6 separate regions of the Mus musculus genome follow, and regions 2, 3, 4, 5 and 6 are each linked to region 1. A link is a contact called in public HiChIP or PLAC-seq and promoter capture Hi-C data. All regions are on one chromosome and are shown on one strand. The core of a region is the stretch at or near the end of the contact, and the rest is flanking DNA. Distances in the headings are between cores, read along the strand shown. Region 1 holds the start of Tbx3 (T-box 3). Region 2 holds the start of Fbxo21 (F-box protein 21). Region 3 holds the start of Tesc (tescalcin). Region 4 overlaps Fbxw8 (F-box and WD-40 domain protein 8). Region 5 has its middle 29 kb from the start of Gm25076. Region 6 has its middle 15 kb from the start of Gm46942.

Evidence for each region. Promoter capture Hi-C pulls out the DNA fragments that hold promoters and counts their contacts. HiChIP or PLAC-seq counts read pairs in DNA pulled down with a chosen protein or histone mark.
Region 2: a contact with region 1 is called in an H3K27ac HiChIP or PLAC-seq map of extraembryonic endoderm stem cells, with 9 times the contacts expected there. The contact joins the promoter of Fbxo21 here to the promoter of Tbx3 in region 1. A contact is called at or near these places in 5 of 39 promoter capture datasets (the 3T3-L1 cell line, liver, pre-B cells and 1 more), 2 of 115 datasets of contacts at active chromatin or transcription factors (extraembryonic endoderm stem cells and fetal liver) and 1 of 9 other capture datasets (adipose tissue).
Region 3: a contact with region 1 is called in a promoter capture Hi-C map of embryonic stem cells. The contact joins the promoter of Tesc here to the promoter of Tbx3 in region 1. A contact is called at or near these places in 4 of 39 promoter capture datasets (embryonic stem cells, pre-B cells and stem cell-derived epiblast-like cells), 7 of 484 Hi-C or Micro-C datasets (all in embryonic stem cells), 3 of 115 datasets of contacts at active chromatin or transcription factors (embryonic stem cells and extraembryonic endoderm stem cells) and 2 of 9 other capture datasets (adipose tissue and embryonic stem cells).
Region 4: a promoter capture Hi-C map of 3T3-L1-derived adipocytes shows a contact between it and region 1, with 5 times the contacts expected there. The contact joins the enhancer-like site here to the promoter of Tbx3 in region 1. A contact is called at or near these places in 8 of 39 promoter capture datasets (the 3T3-L1 cell line, 3T3-L1-derived adipocytes, the C10 cell line and 3 more), 2 of 115 datasets of contacts at active chromatin or transcription factors (the NIH/3T3 cell line and fibro-adipogenic progenitors) and 2 of 9 other capture datasets (adipose tissue and liver).
Region 5: a promoter capture Hi-C map of liver shows a contact between it and region 1, with 5 times the contacts expected there. The contact joins the enhancer-like site here to the promoter of Tbx3 in region 1. A contact is called at or near these places in 2 of 39 promoter capture datasets (embryonic stem cells and liver), 3 of 115 datasets of contacts at active chromatin or transcription factors (craniofacial prominence, embryonic forebrain and stem cell-derived neural progenitor cells) and 1 of 9 other capture datasets (macrophages).
Region 6: a promoter capture Hi-C map of hippocampal neurons shows a contact between it and region 1, with 4 times the contacts expected there. The contact joins the enhancer-like site here to the promoter of Tbx3 in region 1. A contact is called at or near these places in 7 of 39 promoter capture datasets (the 3T3-L1 cell line, 3T3-L1-derived adipocytes, embryonic stem cells and 4 more), 4 of 115 datasets of contacts at active chromatin or transcription factors (astrocytes, embryonic forebrain, embryonic stem cells and 1 more) and 3 of 9 other capture datasets (embryonic stem cells, embryonic tail and liver).

What each region holds. Positions count from the first base shown.
Region 1 is chr5:119,668,476-119,673,344 of GRCm38.p6, reverse strand. Tbx3 (T-box 3) reads right to left here and starts at 2,112. Exons shown (of 8, transcript NM_011535.3): 1 at 941-2,112. The coding sequence starts at 1,329. Tbx3os1 (T-box 3, opposite strand 1) reads left to right here and starts at 1,837. Exons shown (of 4, transcript NR_166476.1): 1 at 1,837-2,094.
Region 2 is chr5:117,974,053-117,978,921 of GRCm38.p6, reverse strand. Fbxo21 (F-box protein 21) reads right to left here and starts at 2,152. Exons shown (of 12, transcript NM_001346588.1): 1 at 1,883-2,152; 2 at 929-1,064. The coding sequence starts at 2,121.
Region 3 is chr5:118,024,774-118,029,642 of GRCm38.p6, reverse strand. Tesc (tescalcin) reads right to left here and starts at 1,900. Exons shown (of 8, transcript NM_021344.4): 1 at 1,656-1,900. The coding sequence starts at 1,713.
Region 4 is chr5:118,093,340-118,098,208 of GRCm38.p6, reverse strand. Fbxw8 (F-box and WD-40 domain protein 8) reads left to right here. Exons shown (of 11, transcript NM_172721.2): 6 at 2,480-2,676. Among named protein-coding and RNA genes, the nearest start is that of Gm30466, 25 kb to the right of the region's middle. Within about 2 kb of position 2,173, at least 15 of the 459 cell types and tissues checked have an H3K27ac peak or open chromatin away from gene starts, as enhancers often do. A contact at or near this core is called in 3T3-L1-derived adipocytes, where this site is marked.
Region 5 is chr5:118,292,605-118,297,473 of GRCm38.p6, reverse strand. No RefSeq gene overlaps it. Among named protein-coding and RNA genes, the nearest start is that of Gm25076, 29 kb to the right of the region's middle. Within about 2 kb of position 2,908, at least 132 of the 459 cell types and tissues checked have an H3K27ac peak or open chromatin away from gene starts, as enhancers often do. A contact at or near this core is called in craniofacial prominence, embryonic forebrain, liver and 1 more, where this site is marked.
Region 6 is chr5:118,342,084-118,346,952 of GRCm38.p6, reverse strand. No RefSeq gene overlaps it. Among named protein-coding and RNA genes, the nearest start is that of Gm46942, 15 kb to the left of the region's middle. Within about 2 kb of position 2,767, at least 23 of the 459 cell types and tissues checked have an H3K27ac peak or open chromatin away from gene starts, as enhancers often do. A contact at or near this core is called in hippocampal neurons, where this site is marked.

The DNA.
Region 1 (4,869 bases), core at 863-3,362:
AGTGCCCGGTTATGAAAACCCGACTAAATGTCTTGTGGCTTGGAAAACGATCCCGTGCCAAACTTTGGCCTCAAGTAGCTTGGAAGGAGACCGAAAGTGGGGTTTTATTTTCGTGCCCTTCCAACTGGTATCTTGATAAACCTCAATGCTACCTACCTCTGGTTTTGTTTTTGTTTTTGTTTTTCTTAAATCGGTGGTTTTAAACACTAGTCATTGGGGTCCTTAATAGACTTATTTCGGTCAGGCAAGGGCACTAAACATTACGTAAAGTGGTAACAATATTCAAATACAAGGTGCATAGTCTCATGGGTTCCTTGGGTCTACACACATAACCTTAATTGTAAAAATTGCCTGCTACGGTTTCCCTGGGCTTGCAGACTCCGGAGATGGCAACGGGAAAGAAACCCGAAGGTCCTCCCCTCTTCCACTGATTTCTCTGTCTCACACCATCAGGCTTAGGTCCCCTTCAGCCCCAGGGACAAGGCTGAAGAGTAGAAAGGGCCTGCGGAATCCTCCCGGGTCTCCCACTGCTGTCTAAGAGGGGCTTTAAGGTCTGTCCTGGGAAATAAAATCCAACAGAAAGAACTAAACGTAAAGAATATTTCAGAATGGCTTCACAAACGGGCTTCCTGCAACAAGGTGATTTTCTCGAATGCTGCAGAAGCCGAGTGCGCGGTCTCCTTCAATGGAAAACACCCTGTATTTTGTAAGGAACCCCGGATACGAGTCCCTAGGAACCATACTGAGGGCCCGGGTAGGCTGAAACTTCCTGACCCTTAAGGCAGGGCCCTGGAGTCTCCGCATATTTGGGGGGACAGGAAGTTTTCGTTTCAAACGTCAACAGTCAGCCAGAATCTACTGTTTTAAGAGTCAGACAAAAGAGATGTGAAATTTTTCAGATGGTTTGGGGGGAGGGGTCCCCCACTGATTACTTACTTACCTTCCTGACTTCGTGATGACCATCTCTGTACCCCGCTTGTGAAACTGGTCCCAAAGTTCCTTGGCCTCCAGGTGCACCTTAGGGTCATCTTCTACGTCTTCTTCGGGTTCCATGGTCTTCAGAGGCCTCAGATGTGCCTGGGGTCCCAGGGATGAGAAAGGGATGCCGGTCTCAGCAGCCCCCACTAACTGATCCATGATGGGCTTGGCCAGAGCTCCGGGGAGCGAGAGCGCCGCGGCGCCGTTGGGAGGCAGCGTTAGCGCGGGGAAGAAAGGCGGCTGGTGGCCCAGTACCGCGCTCATGGCGAAGTCCGGCGCCCGGTGAGGTAGGAAGGGATGATAGGCCATGCTTGTCCCAGGGATAACCGGATCTCTCATGGAGAGGCTCATCCACTCCAGACAGGGAACCAGTCCGCAGCTGCTGGCTTGGCTCCGCTTTTGTTGTTGCTTTTCAAAAATAATAATTAAAAAATTCAACAGCGACGCATAGTTTTGTTTAAAATAAAAAAGAGGGCAAATTACAAATAAAGCGTTTGAAAGGGAGGGGGAAAGTGTCTTTGGGGGGAAGAGAACGCCGCTTTTAAAGAGGACAAAGCGGCAGCAGATCTGGAGACATAGCCGCTGCAGGGGCTGTCCTGGTGCGTGGAGTGTGTTGGAAAAGCCGCTCCTGGAAGTCGGTTTCAGTAGGGCAAGCAGCAAGCAGGGGCTCGACTGGCGCCCAAGCCCTGTGGCTTAGCTGGAAATAGACACTGCAGCCCTTTCCCGGGGTGGCTCCCCGGCTCCCACGCTCTTTGTTGCCAAAGCGCAAGGTTCTCGGAGACTTTTTTTTTTAACCTTTTTTTCGACTCCTTCCCCCGCCCCCTAGCTCTTCTCTGGCTTTCTCGCAGGAGGCGTCTTAGTTGAGCTAGACTCTGGCTTTCACAGGCAGCGAGATCAAGGGGGGGAGGAAAAGTCTCTCCTTTAAAAAAAAAAAAAAAAAAAAAGCGATTTAAGCCCCTTTCCAGCGGCGCTTTCAAAACTAGAACTGCGAAGCTGGCTTCGGTTCGCGATCCTCCTCTCTGGCTCCGGGCTGCGCGCAGAGTCTGGGTGGCGAGCGAATGGTGCCTGCGATCTTCTGCCTCGGGGAGCCGGCTGTCTTCCTTGTGCTAAAAAAACGTGAGCGAAATCGCTTTCCTAAAAATAATAAATTAAAAAAAAATCAGCGTCCGGGCACGCAGGGCGAGGGAGGATCAAGAAGACGGGTGCAAAAAAAAAAAAATAGGAAAGAAGGAAGAGAACGGAGTGATTGGGAGCTGGAGTAGGCAAGTAGAGGGAGGGAGAGAAAGAGAGAAAGAGAGCGAGCGAGCACCTCGCCACCCTCCTCCGCCTCTAGAATTCCCCGGGCGTCTGCTCGGCGGCTCTGGACGGTCCGGCAGCGCTGTGGGCTGCGGGAGCCCGAGGCTTGTTGATTGGCTCTTTGACGCTTTCGGACCAATTGTGTGGCTGCATAGGCGTGGTTTTCACAGGTCGAGTGCTGGGGGAATAGAGCCGAGTTATAAAAAGAAGGTGTCGGAAACTGGAACGTCGCTGCGCCGCGCGGTACTACGGCCTGTCCTGCGTTTATGTCAACATGATCAGAGGGGAGGGCGGGGAGCCACCAGGGCGCCGCGCGCTCACCAAAGTCGCCTCTAGGTGGCTGATCCAGAAGAGAGTTCGCAGCAGCCTGAGAGCTCGCCGCGGCTCCTCAGCTCAGCCTACGTCTGAAAGGCCTCAGCCATCCAAGCCGGGGGATCCGGGGAGGAGGCTGGGCCAGGGAGGAAGGGGGAGGGAGCGAGGGCGGGAGCCAGGCAGCTTGCCCGGCTTCCGAGGCGCCGGGCAGGGGCGCTCGCCTCTCGCGCGCTCCGAGCGCTACAGTTCAAGCCCGCGGCCGCTTCTCTTGTGCGGATCTGCAGCTTCTTCCCTTTCCCGGGCCCCGGGCTAGCCGAGCTGGCCGCCGAACCTCTCTTTCGGCCAATAAGCCTTAACAAAAGCTCCAGGCTCGCGTAGCTCTGAAGGGAGCCCCACATGGAACCGCCCAGCCACCTCTGAGTCAGATCCTCTAGCTCCTGCGCCCGGGTGCTTCGGATTCCCGAGCCACTAGCGCAGGGGATCCCACCAATCTTTCTGCCCGCTGCCTGCTCCCCACCCGCAGCCACGTGCAGAGACCCAAATGCCCCTTGGGATTCTGGGCCCGAACGCGCGCCGACATACTGAGACCGAGCCCCCACGCGGAAAAATAAACCACGCAAATGCATTCAAGGCCTGCGCGCCTGGCCCAGTCTACGCTCGGCTCGCTCCTTTTTTTTTTAAAAAATGTATTTACTGACCCTTTTGAGCCCAGCTCCTCTTCCATTCGGATGACGACACCAGTGTTCCACCCGGATGGGGGTGTGGGTGTAGAGAGAACGAAGCAGCTGAAACAAGTGAGCGCCTGGAACTGCGGGCCTGTCTCCTGAGAGCCTTTGCCCTCACCTCCGGGCCAGCTCGGTAGGGAGCTGCCGCTCTGGGCTTGGAGAGCTGCTCGGGGGGAGGTGCACCAGCCTCGTATCTTCCTCAGGCATCACACTTATCTCTGGGTGCCTCCGCTCCTGCTCTATCCTGGGGACTTATCGTGGCAGACGTCGGGGGCGAATTTGTAAAACAAACCGTGAAACGTCTCCCACCCCCATTTACCCCAGATGTCGGGAGACTAAGGTCTCCGCTCATCCTAGGGTGGGGAGGAAGGCCAACTGATCGATCAGACTTTGGTTGGGTGACCCTGTAGGACTCCCCTCGCAAACCTGCAGTCCTTGTTTGTGGGTAAAGGCGAACTGGGACATTCCAGTTTAAATGGAGGGCAACTTAGCAGAATTTTTAGTTTTCCTGGGACAAGACCTTTGCTTGGAAAGGGAACAGAAAGGAGGCTGGGTTTCCGGGCCTAGAGATTAAGCTTTCAATGTTTCCGTGTGGACCATTTGCGCCTAGATTTTCCCCCTGGGGGCCTCCCCCAACTCCTCGCCCAGGACCCCTTTCCCAACTGCAGGTTCAAACTAGCAGCTATTGGGTGAATAGGCAGTTCCTTCTCCCAGGTAGGGCAGAACATTTGAGGCCACGAGCTTTTCCAGTCTTACGTGTTTTGATGTACAAGGTTAAGAGCGTTTGGCGCCAGCCCTGAGCTTTCCCTGGTGCGGCCAATGGGAATAGAGTCATTCTTTGAACTTGGTGTGACCTGCCATCTCGCCCCTTTCTTTCCCCTTCTCTGACTTTTCGCGTGCTCACGGTGGAGAAGGGAGAAAGAGGGAGAGAAACGGAAACAGGAGGTGGTACCAAAGGCGGTGGCTCGCTAACACCCCTTCCCTAGGCCCTGTTCCAGATTGCTGGAGAGTACAAGAGGCCAGGCCAGGGCCCTCTCAGCACGGGCCACCGGGGTCAGCGCGGATTCTCTGCTGGCAGAAGGCTTCCCCTCCCCCTCCTTGCCTAGCCACTCTCGCCAGAGCCGCCCTAGAACCCAGATCTGCTTTACCGACATTGGCCGGTTAATCTCTGCGCTCCCGAGTGGAGTGCAGGAAAGTGGTATGCATCTGCAGCCTGTTTGACCCCTTGGTCACCTACGCGGTGCCCTGAAGGTCCACAAGCTAGCCGGAGAGACCTTGGCAACCGGTACCAAGAGTTCTGGCCTCAGGGGTCTGCTCTGCAAACGCGATACGAGCTCCATGACTTTGCATGCAAATAATCTGGCCTTGCTTTTTTGGCCGCAGCGTTGGAACCAGAGCAATTTCTGACCCCTCACATCACCCCACACACAAACACCCTTCAGTTGCCTATGTTTGACTGTAGCTCTAACTTAACCCTGGGCTCATCCCAGTTTGCCACTTCTCTAGCTTCTACCCCTCACTCCAGTGCGCCAGGGAAAGGGGGAGGAGGGCGGGGGTG
Region 2 (4,869 bases), core at 903-3,402, 1.7 Mb after region 1:
TTCAGATCTGCTCTTTCAAAACTTGAAACGCCTTGAAAACGCTGCTCATAAACTCCTTTAACAGCAGAGTGGGAAATCAGAACTAACCTTCAGAAAATAACCTTCACCAACCTAGAAGAACTAAACAAGCACTGTCAGCTACACTGGTCGGCTCACAATCTGCAGGGACTGGAAATACGAGAGGGGACAATTCCCTAGCCCTACAAAAAGTAGTGAATGGAACGGACACCGATTTCCATGGGACATTTCTGGACAAGGGAGAAAAACAACGACTAACTCCGAACCTGAAAAGAAACACACATCTCAGCCCTTACAGAAAAGCGACACACGACTCGAGCCAGGCTTGAGGCTGCCTCCTGGGAATCGCAGTCCTCAGGAGGCTGGACGGGAGTTCAAGGCCAGCCTGGGCCGCATAGTGAACCTCCTCTCTCGGAACAAAGAGCCACAGTGATAAACAGAAATGCTCAATGGCTAGGAGCAGCTACGGCAGCTTTTAACCTTGGTTCCTTAAAAAGGCAGTTCCCTGCACGGCATGCACTTCTGCAGCCTCCCTGGGAAACAGGCACCAAGAGGTTGACAGTGCATAAAGCGCCTAACAGTCTCAAAGAGTAAGGCTTCTCTGGACCTAGTGGACACCGCCCTGTGTCCCTTTCCGCTCCTCAACACCCCACTCCCTCTGGCTTTAAAAAAAGTAGGGCTAGCAGGGACAAATGGCTCCGTGTTGTTGGACGGGAGGAGAGGGGACACAATGACTCTTATAAGCATGCAAGCAAAGGGCTGTGTGAGCAGTGAAAAGGGAAATAGGAACAAGAGCTGAAAAGCTATGGCAGGCACACACGAACGAGCGCGTGCGCGCACGAACACACATACACACACACACACACACACACACACACACACACAGAGCATGACCAAGCCTGATGCTTACGTGCTCTGAAAAGAACCGCTTGGAGAAGGAAGCTACAATCTTCCGGGCTTCTAACCCAGCTTTCTGCCGAACTTTATATTCCTCTAACCAATTGACGTAGTCGGTGGGGCTGTAGTGCTTCATCAGGGAGGGCCACCTATAAGGGGGGGGGGGGGAGAGAAAACACCCTTTCTCAGCTCCGCAGAGACTGCAAAAAACCACGGAGGAGTCTGCGGGCAAGGGGGGGGGGGTGGACTTGGCAGAGGCTCTAGTTGCAATAATCATAGCGTATGCAATGCATTCCCTCACTACTCAGATGCAGTGACCTTGGCGTGGCGACACGAAAGGCAGCGTTTCTACCACCAGTAGCCGCCGCCCCCCCTCCGCCCCCCAATCTCTGCGCTGGCCACAATCACAGTGATGCTAACGGTTCTCGTGGATGGCGCGCCTCCCTCAGCATCAGGCCCTGCAAACCCGGGCCTCATCTTATTTGATTCCCCATAATGGGAAAAAAAAAAAAAGGAGGGGGGGTCTCATCACCGACCAGGAGACCCAGGCTCTGGAGAAGGGAGGTGGACCGACATCACCCCCTCCACCCCCAAGGTCACGAGCTGGACTGGCAGGTCCGATGCCGGCATCCTAAGGAGCTAGCCAGGAATGCACGCACCGCTGCTTTGCCTGCACGTCAACATCCTGCAGCGGCCACAAAAGATGCGCCTCCTCCTGCAGCCGGGAGGCGCGTGAAGGCCGCAGCCCCCCGGGGCGGAGCGCTCCGGAGGCCCCGGCCTCGGGCGGCTGCCGCGACCCCATCGGAGCTCCGGAGGGGGCCCCCCGGGCTGCAGGCAGGCCTTTGTCTGCGGCCGCGGGAAGAGGGCGGCGCGCGGCCCGGAGGCCCGGAGGGTGGCGGGGTGGGGCCCCACGCGAGGCCCGGCGCCGAGGGGCTCTGCGGGTCCCGGGAACGGGATGCTCGCTCACCTCACCCGGAACTGCTCCTTCCACACCTGCCCGCTGCTCTGGCACACCTCGCGCAGGCGGCGGCAGGTGCTGGACACGCGGCCGATGTCCAGCGCCGTGAGCGAGCCGCTGCACAGGATGTACTCCAGCACCTCGCCCGGCAGCTGCACCAGGCAGCTGGGGCCCGTCGCCTCAGCCGCGGCCTCCTCGGCCAGCGCCGGCACCACCTCCATAGCGCTGTCCCCCGCTACCGACGCCATCTTGTCCGCGTACCTGAGGGGGCCGCTGTGCGGGCGGGCGCGCGCGCGATAGGAGCCTAAGAAGCCGTACCACGCCCTCAGGGGGAGTGGCTGGGAACGCCCCGCCCACGCCAGGGGGTCCCGCCCACTCCGCTTGGAGGACTGGGAAGAGCCAGAGGCGAGAGCTGGCTGCTGCTGCAGAGATAAATGGTCCTTTCGCGTCCTGATTCTCCCAGGGGCATTTTTAAAAATGATAGCTGGGTGCTCGTCTTCGGCAGCGCAGATACTAAAACTGGAACGATGCAGAGATTTGCATGGATGCTGCGCCTAGGATGACACGCAAATTCGGGGAGGCGGTGGCACCTTTGATCTCCGCATTTAGGAGGTGGAAGTAGGCAGATCTCAGAGTTCGAGGCTAGCCTCAGCTATAGAGCGAGTTCCATGACAGCCAGAGATACACAGAGAAACCCTGTCTCGAAAATAAATATATCGAGGTTGCCCGGGCAGTGGTGGCGCACGCCTTTAATCCCAGCACTTGGGAGGCAGAAGCAGGTGGGTTTCCAAGTTCGAGGCCAGCCTGGTCTACAGAGTGAGTTTCAGGACAGCCAGGGCTACACAGAGAAACCCTGTCTCGAAAAACAAAACAAAACAAAACAAAATTGCCCTTTGGCCTTCACCTTCTCGATGGGACATGAGTCCACATAGACAATAACTAAAAGTTAAAAATGACTATGGTGGCTTACTTCCTAATTCCCAGCTCTCAGGAGACCGAGGCACGCAGATCAAAAGTTGGGCTATCTATATTAAGATCCGATCTCAAAAGCAATTTGAGACAGAGTCTGATGTAGTCCACTCTGGTCTTGAATTATGTATTGGAGAAGGACCTTGAGTTTCTGGCCCCCCTGCCTTTACCTCCCATAGCTTGTATTAAAGGCATACACCACCAAGATGTACTTCAGAGGTGGTAGTGCGGGGGTGAAACCCAGGGCTTGGTGCCGGTTAGCCATGCACTTTACAGCCATGCCATAGTCCCAAAATTAAGCTGTTGAAAATGGCTATCTTATACCAAGCACTTCCTGGAAGTGATTTGGCCTTCTCCACGGGTGACTCACTCTCCACTGGGTACTGAGGCAAGCATACTATTTGTTTTTGGGGACCCCTATTTCTAGCTCTATGATGGTGTGGAGAATAGTAGTAACCCCTGAATCTATGTCCTGATTTGAAGCAGGTCGAAGTATCGTGGGGAGCTCTCCTCTGTGTGACTGGGCTCCTTCAAGCCGCTGATCCCTTTGACTCTGCCTCCCAAAATGCTGAGTGTGATTTTAGAGGTGTTCATGGTGTCTGCTTTTAATTGTCTTCCACTCAACAATCCTTCATGATTTGGGGGACATATATGCCCTCTCTGGCAATACAACAATTACCATATGCTCTGGCTGTCCTGAAACTCACTTGGTAGACCAGGCTGGTCTCGAACTCAGAAATCCACCTGCCTCTGCCTCCCAAGTGCTGGGATTAAAGGCATTCGCCACCACCGCCCGGCTGCTTTATTTTCTTAATGCATGTGTGTGCACATGTGTGTATATGTGTGTGTATGTGTGTGTAAATGAGAGCACGTATGCCTGCATGTGTGTGCATATGTGTGTGCGTGTGATTGAAGGTCAGAGGAGAATCTCGCTTGGGTCTCATCTTTAGATGAGCTTTTATTTACATTTTAATTTATTTTGTGTGCTCACGTGACCAAGCCAGCTCAGTCCGTCAACAGGTTCTCCAGCGAAGGAGTGAGGATTAAAAAGAAAAAGGACAGACAACATTGTAGCATGACCCCAGCCAGTTCTGAGGCTGAGGTGGGTTTATTTTTTTCCCAATCTGCTTTTATACCATTCTAATTCCATGCAAGTAACAAGGTCAAGCAGTACAATAAACACAAATAGTCAAGGAACAAGCACTGTCCTTGCTTTAATCCCAGCACTTGGGAGACAGAGGCAGGCGGATTTCTGAGTTTGAAGCCAGTCTGGTCTACCGAGTGAGTTCCAGGACAGCCAGGGCTACACAGAGAAACCCTGTCTCCGCCCCCCACCCCCATCCCCAAAGGCAATAAACAAAGTCCTGTGATCACTCCTTTGACCACTGTTTTTCTAAGGGTGACCAAGATTTCTGAGCCTACTTCCCTGTCCTAGCCCAAAATCAGATTCTTGCCTGAAGCCTACTTCTTTGTTCTACCCTAAAATTAGATTCCTGCCTGTGCTTACTTCCTTGTCATGGCTTAATGTCAGATTCCTGCCTGAAGCCCATTTCCTTGTCCTTGGCCAATGTCAGATTCCTGCCAAGTGGCCCTCAAAGCTCTCCACACTCCTGTGTGCGTGGTGTGAATATAGACATAGGGGGGCAACTTGCAGGAGTCTGTTCTCTGCTTCGATCACACAGGTTCCGGGCACAGACCTCAGGTCACCAGGCTTAGCATCAAGCACCTTTGCCTGGTTGGCAATCCCCATCCTTCAGGAAAACAAAAACAAAAACAAAAAAACAAGCAAACAAAACCCAATTCAGCTCATCATCAGACCCCGAACTGTGGGACTATGGATATCATAAAGTCAGAGTCCTTGAATCTCCAGAGTGAATTCTGAGTCAGGTTAGAAAGACCAGCTGTATACAAAGGGCATGGTAAAGAACTCCCCTCAATTCAGATGCTCTGGGTCAGAACCTGGGGAAATTCTCAGCAGATCCTGCCAAGCTATCCCTGGCCCTCTATCGGGCCTTAGAAATAACTCT
Region 3 (4,869 bases), core at 651-3,150, 1.6 Mb after region 1:
TTCCCCAGAAGGCCCTGGGTGCTGCTCCGGTGGGGACCCAACCTGCACCCGGAATCCCAGCTCTCCCCACACCATCTGGGACAGCAACTGGCAATGGGTCAAACCGAGTCAAAGTGGGCGGGGACTCCTGCTGTCCTCCATCACGTGGGCCTGGGAGGAGGCGGGCGGGGGCAGGTTTATGAAACTTTTGGTTTGTAGTCAGCAAAATGAATTCAGAGAGAAAATACAAAAGTGGGGGAGGGTGCTGCCCTGCAGTCCCAGAACTGGGGAGACTGAGGCAGGGAGTGTCCCCGATCAGAGCAGCCCGAGCCCCAAAGTGAAACCGTGCTTCAAACTGCAGTGCCCACAGTGTGCACACACAACCACGCTTCAGTTTGATTGAAGTGCACACACTTCAGTTTGCCTTCAATACGGTGTGCAAACATACCTGCTTGCCTCGCACACAGTGTGTATACACTCCTGGTTTTCACAAAGTGCCCGCACACTCTAGACTTTCACACACTGTGCACACACACCTGCTTGTCTCACACACAGTGTGCATACACTCTCGACTTTCACACAGTGCGTGCACACACTCCCGGTTTGCACACAGTGCGCCCACACTCCCGCTCGCACGCGGTTCCCCTTGCACGCCGTGCGCACACTCCAGGCAGCGCACTCACAGTCGACCCTCACCGGGACTGGCTCGATGGCGCGCGCCCTTAGTGGGTCGTGTAAACGACTCTCGCGGATCCGCTGCACACTTCGCATACTGTGTGCGCGGTGTAGACGCTCAGCAGCTGGGGACTTTCTATGACTTCACCGGGCTCTGGGGAGGCGAGTGCCAGCCCAGTCCCCCTCTGGGGGGGTGAGGGGGGCTGACTGGGTGCTCTCAACTCAGCCGCAACCTCCTGCCGCAGGAACCCTGGGGGTGCGCCAGTCTCCCATTCCTCAGAGGAGGCAAACTGAGACGGGAACTGACTGGTCCAAGGTCACACAGTCCTGGCAGAACTCACAACCCGCTCTGTCCCACCACCGAAACAGGTTGAGTCCACGCGCCTGCCCACCCTCGTGCAAGTCCGGGTCCCCTGGTCGCTTCTGAGCCCAGGGTCAAGCGCGGGGCGGACGGGCGCTTCCCCCAGGCGCGCCCCGCCCGGCCTCTGCGGTCCCGGGAGTGCGGGCCAGCCTGGAGGACGCTGGGCTCGGTGCCCGAGCCTGCAGCCGGGGGGTGGGGACGCACGGGGAGGCGGCAGGGTGACCCCCGCCTAAGGTCACCGCGGACCGCGCGGCTCCTCCCGGTCCCGCCACTTCCAAACTTTCCTCCCCGCTCCCCAGCCGCAGACTTGCAGGTGCAGCGCGCGCTCGGCGCTCTCCCGAGCTGCCGGGGCGCCGGCCCTCAAAGCCACGGCTACCTGCCGGGCTCCGCCCTGGTCGGGTGAGGCTTGGGTCAAGTCGCCTCTCGGGCCACCCTTACCCCAGGCCCGAGTCGCTGCCAACCCCTCCCAGCGGCGTCGCCCGCACGGCGGCTGGCGGGAACCCATCAGAAGCAGCCCGAGAACGGGGCACAGAGAGGGCAAGCCACTAGCCCAAGGTCACACAGCACGGTGGCGCGAAGCGGGGGCATGCAGGCGATGGTCCCCGCCAACGAGGGTTCCCGGCCACGGTGTGGTACTCACAGCCGGTCTTGCCCTCGAGCTCCCGCACCTCCTCGGACGCCGAGTGGGCAGCGCCCATGGTGCGCCGCGGGGCCCCGGGCGCCCCACGCAGGCCGGGGACTGCCTGGGCTGCGCTGCGTTGGAGCCGGGTGGGGACGCGGGGACAGCGGCGCGGAGCCGGTTCCGCGTGGGGCTCGAGCGGCCTCTTATAGCGGCGGGAGGCGGAGCGGCGCGGTCCTAGCGCTCGCCCGCTTCCCTCGCGGCCGCGGGGGCGGGAATGGGGGTGGGGGGAGGACACGACGTGGTTCTGCCCCTGCCGCAGCCCCGCGGGATGAGCTTGCGGGCAGCGCGACCCGCATCCCTCCGCCCACTCTGCGGGGTCCAGCGGCGGAGCCTCGGCGCTGGGACAGAGGAGGGCACGCGAGTGTGCCCAGTGTGAAAGATCCCCTCCCCCGCGCCCTGCACCTAGGTGGGCGCCCAGAGGAGCGCGCATCGCAGGTGACAGGCGTGGACTGAGTAGAGAAGGTGAGACCGATGAGTCCCGGGGATCCTGATGAGATAGGAGGTCCTGACTGGCCAGTCCTGCTGCTGGTCTAACCACCATCTCTCCATCTCCAAATAGGGTTGCGGTGAGATGCTCACCGTAGGGCGCAGAGGGAGAAAGGCGCCGGGTTACCATGGAATCCTGTTCAATTGATGAGGAAGGGGCTGGTGCTCCGGGAGGGAAACATTCAACCTCAAGGCTGCCCTGGGAGCCCGCCATGCCCTGCTCTGCTTAGTGACGTCCGGTTTAGCTGCCAAGAGTCTGTTCTGGCTGGAAGTGCTGGGATCCCCACGATCTTTCACCTCGCCAGTCACGGCCGTGGGTGCGCATCCTTGGAACTGGCGTTCTCAGGAGCCCACTCTAGCCAACCCAGGGGTCTCGGCAGAGCCAGAAGAACCGGCCCCACCACTGAAACCCCGATTATCACCCACTCTGAGCCTCCGGGGAGCTGAGTCTGCCCCTGGAGATCCTCCCTGAAGATCCCCCGTCCTCCCTGCAGCTGCCCAGAGTTCACGGAAACTGCTCCCACCCGAGAAGCAAGGGAAGCTTAGCTGTGGGGCATCGCTGCTGAGTAGGCTGGACCGCCTCAGGTCTCCAAGAATTCTAAAAACCCAGACAGATCTCTGTGGGGTGGAGGGCAGGAAAGGGCTCCCCAGGTCCCGGGATGTTGGGGTTTCTAAAATATGCCATGATCTATGTCTTCCTGCAACTAAGTTTTCTGTCTACAGAGGATCTGCATTCTCCAGGCCGGGGAAGACCCCCTCCCCCATCGCCAGCAACCCCAGACACACCCGCACTCCAAGCTGACAGTGCCTTCCCTTGGTGCTCGATCCTTCTACCGAGCCCCCCTCTTCCTCTGGGATCTCTGTGTAGGCCTCCTCGGAGAGGCCTTATCAAGTGTCTATTTTCACCAGGCTGGGGTGTGGTTGCCAAGGAGAGCCCGCCCCTCCCCCCGGGGGGCTGCGAGGAGTCCTCAGGAAAGGGGGCGACAATTTGACTTGTGTATTTGTTCACTCATTTAATGCGTGTTTCTTAATGGTCTACTATGTGCAAGGTCCCGACTAGATCTTTGAGCTGCAAACAGGGATAAGACACCACCTTCGCTGCAGATGGAGTGGGAGTAACAGCCAGGGTGAGCTCTCAGGAGCGCAGAGATCTCAATGTCCACACTGAGCTTCAGAGTCCGTAATTGTCCCCACCCGTGGCCCCACAGAACAGCGGGCTCCGCGAAGCTGCGTGGGTGCTGCGGTGGAGGCACCCACCCTCCCCCTCTGGCAGTGAGTGATGTGAGCACCCAGCAGGGCTCTGTCCACACAAAGCCTAATGCGGCTGGTCCAGGACGCCACCGCTTTCATTCAGTCTTACCAATGGCTCTGTTGGCGTCATCAAAGCCAAACTGAGGTATGGGGGGAAGTGGGGAGCTTAACAAGAGGAAGGCACCACGGGGCTCCCTCCTTGGCCCCAACACCGGGCTGTCTCAGTCACCAGGTAACTAACTGCCTGTCCCTGGAGACACAGTTCCCCCAGAGGAGCTAAAAGCCAGGGACAGACAAACCTGTTTGTCTCTGTGCCAGTGTGATTTGCAAGTCTGGTCCCTAGGAAACAAGAGGGCAGCTGAGCCCAGAGATGTGGAGCTGGGCCCTGCCTTTAGCTCTGCTGTGGGACCACGCTTGCTCAAGTGGGTGACTTCACCTCCCAGAGCCTCAGTTTCCCCATCTGCAAGATGGCAAGAGCAACGATACTCTTTCTGGGGGTGGTAGAAATGACAATTCCCAGGTTCCTCTGGGAAGTCCGTCAGTGGTGTTTGCGCATTTCCACAGTGTGGACATCTGGAATGGCCTACACAACTCATCAGCCAGCAGTAACTCAGCAAGGAGCTTCCGAGAGCTCCCTGTTGAACAAGATTCCGCACAAGCTACTTCAGTCTGTGCTGGATCTGCACTCCCATGTTATGTTGTGCATGCATTGGCTATGGAGAACCAGGAACATGGGTGACCCTACCGACCCCAGTCTGCAAACAGATCTGGGGAGCCAGCAATGCTCTGCAGTGGGTACCAGATGCTGCAGAGGCCTGGAGGGACACCAGGCACATCTGTTTTATTGGTCAGAGATCCCAGTGGTCTCCACCCATGGACTTGAACTCTGAGCAGCCCTTTTTTCTTTCTTTCTTTCTTTCTTTCTTTCTTTCTTTCTTTCTTTCTTTCTCTTTTTTTCTTTTCTTTCTTTCTTTCTTTCTTTTTTTTTTTTTTTTTTTTTAAGACAGGATTTCTCTGTATAGTCCTGGCTATCCTGGAACTCACTCTGTAGACCAGGCTGGCCTTGAACTCAGAAATCGGCCTGCCTCTTTCTGCCTCCCAAGTGCTGGGATTAAAGGCATGCTCCACCACGCCTGGCTTGAGCAGCCATGTCTATGATCCTATGTGGGGTGGTTCCCCCTGGGTTTTGGAATACCACAGGAATACAGGACAATTTCTTAACCTATAGGTCACTGACTACAAGAAGTTAGAAGGGGGGCTGGTGAGATGGCTCAGTGGGTAGGAGCACCCGACTGCTCTTCCGAAGGTCCGGAGTTCAAATCCCAGCAACCACATGGTGGCTCACAACCATCCGTAATGAGATCTGACTCCCTCTTCTGGAGTGTCTGAGGACAGCTACAGTGTACTTACATATAATAAATAAATAAATCTTTAA
Region 4 (4,869 bases), core at 924-3,423, 1.6 Mb after region 1:
TGAGACTCACTTCTCAGGTGACTCTAGGCTATGTCAAGTTGACAGTTAAATCTTCATGGGTGACTTTGTTCATGCCCTCAGAAATCAATAAGAAAACAATAAGGAACTTTCTGCTTTGTATCATGCTCAGCATGGTGCTAACAGGGCTCCGTGATGCTGCACAAGGCTCGGGAAGCACTTGCTCAGTGTGTAGGACTTTATTGATTCTTTTTCCTTCTGGATAGGAACCTCCAGCTGTAGCCCAGAACATTCTCATAAAAGAGCAGAGGTATTGACTCTTCAAGTCTGCAGTTCTCAGCTCAAAATGTACTGTGATGGAGCTGTGCTCACTGAGAAATGATTCGGTCTGGTGTCTGTCTGTCTGAATCTTCCTTAAGCTCTTTCTGCCCCTTTACTGATGTGTGGACTGGGGTTGGAGGGACAGGGTGAAGGCTAAGCAGACACTGTCACAGCTGCCCAGCTGCTCCCTTGTGTTCTTAGCAAAGCTTCTGGTTTCTGATGTTGGTGAATGTGACGTTGGTGAGCAGAGGTGATAATTACCTCGGGAAACAGAAGTGTCTCTCCTTCTTAAGGCACTCTAAAAGATGCTGGCCCTCCCACTTCTGCAAAAGTAGGACAGAGGTCAGGAGGGGGAAATGGCTGTGTGGCTTCCCTGTACTCATTGAAGGTCAGTGGGTCACTTGAGTCTAGGCTATGCTGACCTGGGCATGCATCTTAAGGTCTTAAAGAAGCTGCCCAGTGATTGCAGGGGGAATTTTGGCCAGTAAGCCAGCAGAGGAGCCATCATTGAGTAAACACATAATCAAAAACTAGGTCTGGAGGAGGATGAAAAGGGTATATAAGGAGTGGGGCTGGAGAGGCAGCTCAGTATAGTCAGTACACACAGGCACATACATAATTACAAACAAAAGAGATGTAACGATCTTAGTAGTCTTCATTTGTATTTTAAAAACAAGACCAAATACCTGGTCTCTCCAAGAAACCCACTCTATGTCTTACGCATAGAGGCAGGTTACTGCTCAGCCTGGGCTTGCTGCATTGCTCAGACTGACCTCAGGCTGCTGCCCTGCCTCCCAGCACTGAAGTTCCAGGTGTGTGTCACCGTACCTGCCTCCAAGAATCCCGGGTAAAGATAGAGACACAAAGCAAACAGATGGAGAAAGCTTCTTGTTTTAGTAAGAGTCAGACAAAGCCAAAGTGCTGGGTCAGTGGGGAAGTGGACTTCAGAGCAGAAACACTAACAGGGCAGAGAGAAAGGGACAGTTAATTCAAGAAAACGTAAGAGCACTAAATGCTTGCACACCAAAATTGGTGTTAGGGGACTGTGGTTGCACCAATGCCATTGACAACGGTTGGCTGGCCTGGTCGTACACATAAGAACGTAACTGAAGAAGAGGGTCAACAGTATGGGGGTTGTTCAGAGAAAGTGGCCGTGATGATAGAGGAGCCCTGAGTGTCTTGAGTCTGTGGGAGCTCGCTTTGTACTGAGCTGTGTTTGCTACATCCAGTTCTGTTGAGGAAAGGATGCCAGTCACATCAGTCCTCAGCTGAAAGTGAAAGCTGTGTCCATAGTTAACACTCCAAGTGTGCCAGGGTGCATTGTGTTAAACAGCTTCCATGCCAGGCAGAATGTAGGCGACTTTCTTTACTGATTAGCCAGTCCTGTCTGTGTGGAATGGGGTAACTCTGCTCTTCTCACAGTGGAGAACACAGAGTGAGAGGAGGCATGCAGTGCTAAGCAACCAGAGGCTCTGCGTAGCAGTTCCCACTGTGTGATGCTTTAAAACACATGCAGTCCACACTGTGATGCCTTGGAACAGATACAGAGCAGCAGTACTTGGAAGAGGCCGTGTCAAGATGAGACCTTCTGGAGAGGAGACACTAGGTCCTGTTTAATGAGTGGCCCCCGAGATGTTTATTTTCTGTAGCACATCATCTCCCTCTGAGGCAGAATAGAGAGAGTTACCAAAGTATATGCCGGGGGACCATGTCATGGAGCCTTTTGTGACCTGCCTGTCCTCATTTGATCATAGTTCTTAGAGAAGTGCATGCGTGTTTAAGCCCTTCCATGGAAGAGAGCTCTGTGGCTGTTTGCTGCAGCCATGTGGAAGTCTTGCAACACCTAACTGTATGTGCAGGGTGCTACATCAGAGCAAGAATCTGGACTTGGGCACTTTCAGTTAGAGATGCACAGAGACCAAGAGTGACTCGTGCCACTGTTGGCAGTAGGGAGGTCAGAACTAGGGCTAGCTTTATGGGCGAGCCATAGAGGAAATCATGGGAGTCTCCCAAGGCCTGCCCAGTAGTCCTGTGTAAGTACTGCTGATGTCAGACAGAATGCTGACTAGGACAGCAGTGCAGGCTCAGACAAAGAGCCATACACTGTCATCCTCACACAGTAATCCAAAAAGCAACTGTATGATTGCTCTGTGTCTGTGTGTACCAGCTTTACGGTTGTTCTCTGCTTTTCTCCTTCTAGGGATCCTTAACATTTGGGACCTGAGAACCGGAAGGTTCCCTATCTTTCGTTTTGAGCATGACGCAAGAATACAAGCCCTTGCGCTGAGCCAAGAAAAGCCCATTGTTGCCACGGCTTCTGCTTTTGACGTTGTGATGTTGTACCCCAACGAGGAGGGGCATTGGCATGTGGCCTCGGAGTTTGAAGTTCAGAAGCTGGTGAGCGCTTACTGTGCTTATTAGTTTGCATTCAGAGGACCCTGGTCTGACATGGACTAGAGTGACGATGCCCAGGGCTTCTGTTCATGAAGCTTCCAACAGCCCCCTGAGACGGGACTACAATTTCCTTCATGCCCCAAGAAGTCAAGAGCACCTCAGAGTGGTGAATTGACTTTCCTGTTTTTCCAAGCTAAGTTGTGACTCAATCCAATTGCTGGGCTGAGGCTATAGCTTAATAGAACATTCCCTTAGTGGACATGAGACCCTGGGTTCCAGCCCCACTCCTCCTCCTCCTCCTCTACCTCCTCCTCCTCTTCCTCCCCTCCTCCTCTTTTTTCTTCTCTTCTTTTTCTCTTCTTCCTCCTCTCTTTTGTCCTCTTCCACCTTTTCCTTCTCCTTTTTCTCTTCCTTCTCCTCTACTTCCTCCTCCTCTTCCTATTCCTCCTCTCCTTCTTTTACTTTTTGTGTTTGGGTATGTGCTCATGAGAGGTTGGATTCCCTGGAGCAGGAGTTGTAAGTGTTATGAGCTGGTAATCTTAATTCCAGGCATTCGTAAGAAGCAGTAAATGCTCTCAACTGCTGAGCCATCTTTCCACCCCCAGCTTCTAACACAACACAACACAGCAGCACGTGCAAACACTGAGGTGACTTCAGGGCCAGAGTTTGTTCTTACCATGGTCCCAACCTCCTTCCTGCTTACGTGGCAGGCTCACCCTGTGAGCTCCTGCTTCCTTTCTGGCCTAACAGCTAAGTGAACAGCAGTGGTACGCTACAGTCTGCATGGCAGAAAGCATTCATCCTACACAGTTGTCTCACCTAGAGTCAGGAGGAGCCTTTGAGGGGGTCCATGGACGCCAGTGTAGATTGGGAGCTTGGCTCCAGGATGCCACGGGAAGCTGAGCCAGCTTGGGAGACTTCGCACAGGGCTGCCACCAGTCTTGTTCACCAAGCAGACATGGTTTGGTGATATGGCAGTATTCATCTGTCTTTGCCAAATTTGTATTTAATTTGAGCACACATCATTTTGGCATGAGCCAGGGGAGCAGAAGAGCTAGCCTTGAGCAAGGAGGTTTGGGGACTTGGAACCGGTCCCCTCTCTCCCTTTCTCTGTGGGATCTTTAGATTTGAATACCAAGCACCAAACACCTGGGGTCACTGCTTAATCTCCCTAAGCTTGCTGCTTCAGATCAGCTCTGCGGTGCTCAGTGTTCCTCTAACACGACCTGACGCTGTCAGCTGTAGAGAGACTTGGGGTGCAGGGCTTCCATTTGTTCTATGGACCAGCCACACTTTCACAAGCTAAGAACCCCTCATGAGGTGTAAATCCTGCCTTGGCAGTCAGGTGCCATCCTGGGGCTGACTGGGAGCTTTAGAGGTCGTTTACACCTCCAAGTGAATGGCTGCCACTGCCAGTCTGAGTCTCTTGGCCTGCTAGAAACCCAGCTGGAAGATGAAGTTAAATGGGCAGCCAAAGGTGTATTTAAGAAGTGAGTTTCTACAGAAACAGGAGTAGGCAGCCCTGCTGGGGCAGGTCAGCTCTAAGCATTATTTCCAGTCTGGGTGCCGAGTTACCATAGTGTGTACTATGCATCCCTGGATCAGGCACCCCTGGCCCATGGAGTCGACCATCTTTGTTCTCTAGCTGTGCTTCCTGAATAGCTGTGGCAGTGTTCCCGGGTCTACAGTGCTAGCTTGGAGCAGCTGGCCTTTGTGATGGACCCACAGCCCAAGATGTTGGGCTGCTCAGCATGATTGGAGCCCAGGATTAGCAGAGGCACCGGATGATGTTTGCTTGTGCTCAGTTCCCTGGGGCAGCCTGCAGAACTCAGGCCTCTGGCACAGTGTCTGTGCGGTGCTGTCCCTTAAACCATGGATTTTCCTGATTCTGCAGTGGCTCACCTTCAGCATCCACGCTCTCTGTGATCGCAGTGTGATGGGCACTGCTCTGGGGAGAAGTGGATTACTCCTACAGTGTGCTCTGCCCCCATGCAGTCAGGGAAGGTATGACAAGAGCGTGGTTTGTCTGTGCAGCTCTCTGTCCTCAGATGGTCACGTGGCACAGAGGCGGGGGTCACTGTCTGACAGGCAGGCAGGAGAGAGCTAGGAACAGACAGTTTAGCTTTTGTAGAGTTTCATTCTGATGCTCACATGTATTTGACAGATGCCTCTGTTCACTCGGAACTGGGGCAGTTT
Region 5 (4,869 bases), core at 1,659-4,158, 1.4 Mb after region 1:
GTGCCTTTCTTTTAGACAAGCCCGGTGATTTCCATTCGTTGCCAGGGACTGGAGCCGGCCAGGCACAGACAGCAGCCACAGGCTCTGCTCTACATCGGCCGCTTTGGTCTCTTCTGTCTCACTCTCACTATCCCTGTCTTCTCAGCTATTTTAAGCTGAGCTGCAACACATCAATGGGTTTATTTGACATAGAAAATTCCAGAACCACCAGGACTCTTTCCTGTTTCAAGATGCTCTCGTGGCCCGGATTCTCCTACCTGGAATATTCTAAATCCACCCCATGTTCTCCTTTGAGTGTGTGTGTGTGTGTGTGTGTGTGAGAGAGAGAGAGAGAGAGAGAGAGAGAGAGAGAGAGAGAGAGAGAGAGAGAGAGAGAGAGAGAAAGGTCTAGACCCTTGCTGTAACAAAAGTATATGGAGGGCTAGAATCTCCATCCCCACATGGCCACAACCTCTCTCTCTTATGCCGGAGATCAAACCTAGAGTGTAACCCAGGCTAGGCAATCTCCCTAATCCTGAGCCACACACTCAGCCCTTGACATTCTTTTCTTGTCTGCCTTCTGAGCCCAACAGACTGCCCGATGGAGAATTTAGAGCAGTGGTTCTCAACCTTCCTGATGCTGCAACCCTTTAATACAGCTCCTCATGGCGTGGTGACACCCCCAACCATAAGATTGTTTTTGTTGCGACTTCGTAGCTGTAATTTTGCTACTGTTGTGAGTCATAATGTAAATATTTATGCTTTCCTGCTGGTCTTAGGCGACCCCTGTGAAAGGGTCATTTGACTCCCTAAGGGGTCACGCCCCACAGGTTGAGAACCACTGGTTCAGACCCGGTGAGTGTAACTGTTTGCTCTAGCTCTACCGAGTGATTACTGAGGACCTCTGCCTTAGTGTTATGTCTTGCTGAACCAGAATACCACAGGCTGTGTAAGTTATACAAATAAGAAATCTGCTTTTATTTGCAGACTGTGAGGTCCAAGGCCAAGGGCCCTGCATCTCTGGAGACTCTGCCCATGGGGCAGGCAGATGGGCCCAGAGAAAGTAAAATAAGAAGAAGCAAGAAGAAGCACGCACCCTCAATAATCCAGACATGGAGGAGCGTCCCCAAACCTGAACATGTCCCACTAGGGCCCAACACTGCATCTTCCTGGGCCATCCTCCCTGCTCACATTCCAACATAAGATGGAAAATGATACAGGGAGACATGTCAGACTCTGTCCTCCACATGTGCATACCCATGCACATGTGTGCACACATATATGTACACATATATGTATATAGATTATATAAGTATACATATGTATATATATAAGTATATATTGTATATTTGTGTATATATTATATATAAACATGCATGTATGTATATATTACATATAAGCGTACGTGTGTATATTATATATAAGCATACATGTAGATAAGTATATATATGTACACATATATGTACTTATATACATTTATACACATAGGGTGGAGGGGGTTGATGGGATAAAATCCTAAAGATGTATATGTATGTGTATGTGTATATGTATACATACAAACACACACATACACACACACATATATATACTTATGCTTTTAAAGTAAGAAATATGAATAGCTGGATGTGCCATGAGACAGTGGCTTGCTCAGATGTGCCCAGCCAAGGAACAATCCCAAGTGTTCTCCAACCAACAAATGCACCTTGGTATAGCAGGGAGGGTTCTGGTCCCACCAGCGTGAGCACTTGACCTCAGGGCTCTTCAAGCCAGCCCTGTCCTGTCACACTCTGATGCTGGCAGAGACAATGGGCAAGTGTCAGCCCTTACATCTGCAGAACCTCAGAGTGCCTCAACACCCCGCTGCAAACCTCAGACAGCAGTCTCAACTCCGCTTATACAGTCCAAGTATAGCAGGACTGTCTCTGAGGCGCCAGCAGCAGAGTAACGACAGGGAGACACTTTTTAATAATTATGAAAGCCTTGCCTTGGCTTAGGCTTGTTCCTAACTAGCTCTTATACTTAAATGTCCCGTTTCTACTAATCTACATTCTCCACACTTGCTCCTTCCCGGAATCTGGTTGGTGAATGATGTCTGACTGATAACTGTCCGCGCTCAGACTTTCCCAGAGTTCCCAACTCTCCCCAGAAGCCCCGCCTATTCTTTCCTGCTCTGCCATAGGCCGTTCATCTCTTTATTAATCCAATCAGAAGGCCATGGATAAGATGCTTGCAAAACGCTGAGAGATGGGATGCTTCATACAAAGACAACCTGTATACGGTGCACAAGAGATTCGCCCAACATCTAAGCCTCCCCTGTGTTTGGTGGGGGCGGAGGGAGGGAGTGGGATAAAATCCCAAAGATATCCTAGAGAATTTATTCCCCTCCATGTTAGAGTGGACCAGTGGTTCTAGGCCTGTGGGTTGCGCAATCCCTTTGGCTAACCTCTATCTCCAAAAATATTTACACTATGATCCATCAAAGTAGCAAAATTATCCAGTGACAACGAAAATAATTTGATGGTTGGTGGGGGGGTCGCCCCAACATGAGGAACTGTATTATAGGGTCGCAGCATTGGGAACCACTGGGCTAGAGCAGTTTGCAAGCTTAAGATCTTTCTCCACCTGCTGGAACCACACTTCTTGCGCGCTGGTCTCAGAAACAGAGGGGATTGGTGACGTTTCCATCTGGCCTGGATTTCCGGCTATCTGAAGGTGGAGATGCATGGCCCCCCTCTGCCAAGAGGCTGAGAAGCTGTCCACAGCGCCACCCGGCTCCTGTCCCCTCTCTGCCAAAGGAGTCAGGAGCAGAGCCAGCCCCTGGCATCCCCAGACAGATGGCAGGGGAGTAAAACAAAAGTGGCCTTGTTAGTACCGGGCGCCTTCCTCAGGAGAAGCTATTTTTGTTGTGGTTATGAAGCGAAGTCTCCGCTGCACCCCCTTTCCCGGCGAGGAGGGCTGTGGGATGAAATTTGTTCCAAAGTTCAGGGTTTTAATTAGAACCAGAAGTGCCAGGTTTTGTCAGAAATATTTTGGAATTGGGTATGCTCGCTCGTGAGCCCCACCCCCCCACCCCCTCTCCCTCTCTCCTGGCAGTGGTACAAAGTAAATGTTGTCCCAGCGGGGACTCCCCTCCCATCACACTTCAGAGCAGAGGGGAGAACTGTTGCCCCTACCCCTGCTCGCAGCTGGGAGCTCTACCCACTTTATGGCCACGGTGGAACTGGGGGAGGAGCACCGGACAGAAGTGGAACCACAGTGCGAGGACACGCCCCCGGGGTTCTTTTGGGAAAAAAGCAAAGGAGCCTGGCACGGCGCCCAGCACACAGGGGCCTCCAGGAAATCCATGTGCCTTGAGAAGAGAAAACAGGCTTCCCCAGGACTGAAGCCAGTGGAGACACTGCAGCCAGGAGCCCAAGTTCAGGGCTGGCAGCGGCGTTCAGGATTCAGACGGCCCTCCTTGTTATTTTGGATTCTTACCTTCCTCTTTCAAAAAAAAAAAAAAAGTGTGTGTGTGTGTGTGTGTGTGTGTGTGTGTGCGCGCGCACGCACACACTAGAACATATGTGTTCTGATGTGTGCATGCAGAAGTCACAGGACAGTTGCTGGCATTGGGGGATCAGGTGATGGATTAGCATTCACCTTGATTTTTGAGGCAGAGTCTCTCATTGTCCGGAGCTTGCCATAACGTGCATGGCCAGTGAGTCTCACCGATCAGCCATCTTTGTCCCCCGGTGCCGGGATTGCAGGCGGGCACCACTATGTCTGGCTTCTTTCACGTGGGTTCTAGGGAACCAAAGTGAAGCCCTCTTGTATACAAGATGACTCTCTACCAACCTGTCCTCTCTCTAGCCCTCTCCTCTCTTTTCCTTCCTTCCTTCCTTCCTTCCTTCCTTCCTTCCTTCCTTCCTTCCTTCCTTCCTTCCTTCCTTCCTGTCTGTTTTTCTACCTTTTCTTTTCTTTCCTTTCCTTTCCTTTCCTTTCCTTTCCTTTCCTTTCCTTTCCTTTCCTTTCCTTTCCTTTTTTCTTTTCTTTTCTTTTCTTTTCTTTTCTTTTCTTTTCTTTTCTTTTCTTTTCTAATTGGGGTGGCTGTTTTGTTTCTCCAGCGCTGGAGACTGAACCCAGAGCAAGCATTCTCCCACTGATGTATATCCCCAGCCCTTTTTGCAGGTTTTGTTTTGAAGCAGGATCCATGCTCAGTAACCCAGACTGACCTTGAACTTGCAATCCTCCTGCCTCAGCTTCTGGAATAGCTGGGATGACCGGCCTTCACTACTTTCTCTGTTTAAATGAGTTAGAAACTCAAACCACATGTGACTCCTTCCCTTGCAGCAGAATAAACACAGGTAAGATGAAAACATCCCCACACTCCACGGGCTCCTGGTCATGTGGTGCAGATGCCTCATGGTGACCTCCTCTGTGCTTGACAGTATCAAAGTGATGCTTTGATTACTTATGGCCTTTGGTTAGGTGCAAAGGGAGTTTGCTTCTGTCTTGCGGTGAGGTGGTTAGAAGTGAGGACTCGGGATCCCGCATGTCTGGAGTCTAACTCTGGCTGCAGGCCTTTGTGGTAGCTTCAGAGTAGATGGGTGGGCCCGGCCTCCTGGTGTGTGACCGCCAATGACCACAACGGCCTGTTCAGGGCTATGTGTGGCCAGGCACTCTAGGAGATCTGGGCTGCCTGCTCTGGTCTCAGTTCTCTGAGGTCCAGGGTTGCAGCCCTGTGCCGTTTTATTTATTTTGAGGCAGAATCTTGCTTCGTAGCCTGGGACTCATAATCCTCCTGCCTCAGACTCCCAAGTAAACGAGGTCATAGCTGGGCACCACCACACTTGGCTCTGAGCCAGCTTTCCAACTAGAAGAAGAGCTATGTGCTAAATTTATGACTGCCCT
Region 6 (4,869 bases), core at 1,518-4,017, 1.3 Mb after region 1:
GAGTCGTAGGTCACTGAATGACGGGATCCATTTTTAAGTGATTCTCTTGTGGTGTGGCTGTGACAGACTGTACTTAAACACACTAAGCAGCTATGCCACCTCTAGATAACATAACTATGGGGGGTCTCAGCTACTGATGTCCTCTGTCCTCTGCTGGAATGTCATCGAGTACCCCAAGACTTACTGTTTATCTCCCTCATATCCCTACCCCGACATACAGCTGCTGACTTGACACTTTGCTCTTCTGTTGACTTTGCTGTGTCCTGCTGTGCCTGGCCAAGTACAGAACGGGTGTCTGGATAGATGGATAGATGGATGATGGATGGATGGATGAGTGGATGGACGGACGGACAGATGGGTGGATGGACTGATGGATGGATGGGTAGATAGGTGGATGGATGAATAGGTAGGTAGATGATGGATGGGTGGATAGGTAGATGAATAGATTGGTGGATGGATGAACAGCTAATGAGGGGATGTATGGATGGTTGGATAGGTGGATGGACGATGGACAGACTGATGGACCGATGGGTAGATAAGTGGATGTATGTATGGGTTGATGGAAGAGCAGATGATGGGTAGATTTATGGATATATGGGTAGATGGATAGATGGATGGATGGATGGATGGGTAGATGGATGGTTGGGTGGATAGATAAGTGAATTTTGGGTGGGTGGGTAGGTGGATGGGTGGATGGATAGGTAAATGGATAGATGGATGGGTGAGTGAAGATAGGGGTGGGCAGGTGGGTGTTTGGGAGGGTGGGTGGATGGATGGATGAGTAGGTAGGTGGATGGATTGATAGGTGTGTGGGTGGATAGATGGGTGGATGGGTAGATAGATGAAATAAATGAGTGGATGGATAGATAAATAGAATGGTTGTTGGATGATGGATGGATGGATAGATGAACAGGTAATAGGTGGGTGGACAGATGTGTGGACAGGTGGATGGTTGCATGGATGGGTGGGTAGATGGATGGATAGGTAAGTAGGTAGGCGGGTGAATGGATTGATGAGTGTGTCATTGTGTGGATGGGTAGATGGATGGGTGGATAGGTAAATGGATTGTTTGATGGGTGGGTAGATGGATAGATAGATGGATAAATAGGTGGGTGAATGGATGGACAAAGGGGAAAGTAAACGAACACAGATCACACTAGCCTTCCTGACCTCGTGCCCTCCTCCAGGTTCCCATGCAGGCACAGAGGCCTCCTTGTTTCCCAGAGGTTCTGACACTTGTTCCAGGTCCCAGAGTCACTCAAGGCTCAAATCTCATTCTGTCGCAGCACATGGAGTTGCAACCTCAACCTGGCTCCTTATGTATTAGTACATTTGGTCTTGTGTACGTGTTTGGTAGGACTGAGGGTATTTAGGGGTTGGAGTTGGGGGGCAGTGCCTACCCTTCCTTTTTTCTACAGGTGAGGCCAGAGTGTGTTCAAGATTGCCTTGAATCCAGAGCCAAGCTGCCCTGCTGGCTGAGGCCCAGACCCAGAGCCCCCATGGGCCTGCTTACTACCAGGCTTTCCCTTCCAAGTCCCCAGGCTGGCACTTGGGGCTAAGGGTAATCAAATCAAAGCGGTCAAGGAAGGGGGTTGGGGTGGGGGGAGGAGAGGCTGGTGGCCAAATCCAGAAAGGCCAGACTTCAATTTGCATAATAATTTTGTTAGCAACAATGGGCACGCAGGACATCTATTTAAAGGCTGTAATGTTAATTTAATGGGAAAAAAAACTAATACAATTCCCCCAGAATTTTTCAATTAAATTAATGTGATGGGCTTTAATGGATAGCTTAAGTAGAGAGCGCAAATAGGAGAAATATTGCATAAATTATACATATATTTATATACGCGCTGCCTACATAGACAATCCCCTGCTCTAAGGTTCTGACATATGAGAGGCTCCGTGCTTAAATCTGGCCACTGTTTACAATTCTATTTCAGTTAAAGCAACCTTTTTATCATCCCGTGGTAGGGGCTGTTGCTTCCAGTGGAGTTTCCACAGGCCCCTTCATTTCAGCGCCACACATGGAGATGCTGGTCTTAAAGAGACACGATGTGTTGGACGATACACGAGGTTGGTGCATATCTATATAAAAAGCCAATGGCAGGGACATGTGACTGGACAGGTAGACCCTGTTTCTCTGTCCCAACCCAAAGGCACCTGATGGAGCAGGTCTGAGTTGTACGAATCATAATTTTTATTTGTTCCCCTCTTCTGCATGTGGGTGTACATGTGGTATATCGGTACGCATATTCTGGGGGTGCCTAGGAGGGGGTGGGGTGTTGGTTGCCTTTGCACCTGTGAACACATGCAAGTCGAAGAGCAAGGTTGACGTTGATTGTGCTCCTTGATCGTTGTCCGTCATATTTTTGATGTAAGTTCTCTCTAAACTGGGAGTCTCGATTCAGCTAGTCCAGCCGGCCTGCTTGGGCTGGAAACCGGAAGTCTCTTCCTCCCAAGCGCCGAGAGTACAGAAGCCGGTACCCTGGCCTGGCTCGCACAAGACATTTAAGGATCCAAACTCTGGCTCTCCAGTCTGTACAGCAAGATCTTTATCTACTGAGCCATCTCCTGGGCCTCAGGAATTGCTGCTAGAGAAAAAACAAAAAACAAAAAACAAACTAACTAACTAACAAAACGGAGCACCACTGAGGGTCCACGGAAGGGCCCTGTGAATGTGCAGGAAGGCCTGGGCAGGCACCTGGGCTCTGCCGCTTCGGCTGCCTAATCAGGAGTGAGACTGGAGGTGGGGCCCAGCCTCCCCTTTTCTTCTGTGAAGTGGGGTTATTAATAGCTGTCTCGCAGCTTGTCTGCTCTTGCTCAGCGCCCCATGGAGAGCATGGCAGAGGCGGCGGGAAACCGAATCTCTGCGCAAGCATCCAGCAAACTCCTGAGTTTAGCCTCCTAAGGACTGATACCTGGGGGAGAGGGAGGGGCATCTGCAGTGCTGGGTGCTAAGGCCTTTCTGGTCTAGAGAACTGGGCTGCAGCAGGCTGGCCAGCTAATAGCATCCTGCTGCCCCGCTAGGTCTAGCGGTGGGGGGTAGCGCAGGTGGCTCCCTCTGAGACTGATTGAGAAGCTGGCCCCGTTTCCAGGGAAGCCCAAGGGCAACAAAAGGTGGGGGCCAGGGAAAACCAGGACTCCTCAAGGAGCTGTGAGATGCTCTTCCTGGGGAGAGCAGCACAGCTCTGAAGTGGAGGTCGTTGAGAGCAGGGACAACATACTTAGGCAGTGAATGCAAAGCTGCTCCCCCCCCCCAACCCCCATCCCTACCCCCGTGCAAATGGTTTCTTCTGCTTTGGAACAAGACCAGAGCTGCCATTCCCTGCAGAGCCAGAAGGATGCCGAACTGCCCCCAGACATTCCCAGCCACGAAGTGCACAGTCTGCAGGAAGATAGATGGACTGACTCCTTCCACCACAAAGCCATTTTCATCCCTTACTGAGGGGAACCCTAGACCTAGTGAGATTTGGCATCACCACTCTCCGAAACAATCAGCAGAAGCAGAATGGAAATTTACCAGGCAAATCAGCACCAACTGGAAAGGGGAGTGGAGAATGTCCTAGAAATCAGGAAGTGACAATGTGAATGAAGTCTTTGGAAGCTTGCTTGTCCTTGAGGCTGAGCAATGATCAACATGGTACCCATCAGCCGATTTCTACCTGCATGTGCATACATCGGTATTTCTATCCATCTGCTCTCTCCCATGTACCTATCCACTGATCCATCCATTCATTCATCTACCATTCATCTATCCATTCATCCATCCATCCATCCATCCATTGATCCATCCATCCATTGATCTATTGACCTATTTATCCATTCATCCATCCATCAATCAATCTATTGATCCATCATCCATCATCCATCCATCCATCCATCCATCCATCCATCCATCCATCCATCCACCCAACCATCTATCCTTCTGCTGATCTATCCATCCTTCCATCTATCCATCCATTAATCTATCCATCCATCCATCAAACATCCATTGATTTATCCATCCATCTACCCATCTATCCATTGATCTATCCATCCATCTATCCATTCATCCATCTACTCATCCATCTATTAATCCATCCATCTATTGATCTACCCATCCATCTATTGATCCACCCATCTATTGATCTATCCATCCATCTATGATCCACCCATCATCTATCCATTCATTGATCTATCCATTGAATTTCACCACCCATCTATTTATCCATCTATCAGTTTCTCCATTTTTCCATTTACCCACCTATCCACTCACTGATTTTGTCTATCCACTCATTCATCCATCTATTCATTGAATGTTTGTCCATCCATCCATCTATCCATCCATCTACCCATCCATCCACCCACCCATTTACCTACGGAATCTGTCTGTCCACTCATCTACACATTCATTAATCCACACATTGAATCCACCCACCCCGTCCATTCTTTGAATCTATCTATCTGTTCACTCATTCAGCAAACTGTTACATCATGATCTCCCATGTTGCTGATCAAGGAGAGCTTCACAATTCGGTGAACATGAAGAGCTGTTAGGTGCTAAGTTGCATAGGGAGCTACAAAGCCTTCCTTGGGCAAAGCACAAAGACATAGCAAAACCTTTCTTAAAGGTCTGAGTGCAAACAGGAGACCAGTGTGCACAAAAACCTGGCAACTGCAGCTTCTTCCTCCCAGACATGCACAGCTGAGACGCCTATAAACACCTCCCCCTGTGCTGCACATAATAAGAAAGCTGAAGACCCTGGCTGCTTACAGTAGGTAGTGGGAGTCCATCAGAGTGAGCACAGCCTGCCCGACTCCAGCTTTTCTCTGCATCTGTCCTTTCTAGATTCTCTCAAAGTCTCTGCTCAGAATTCCACAACAAAGCTG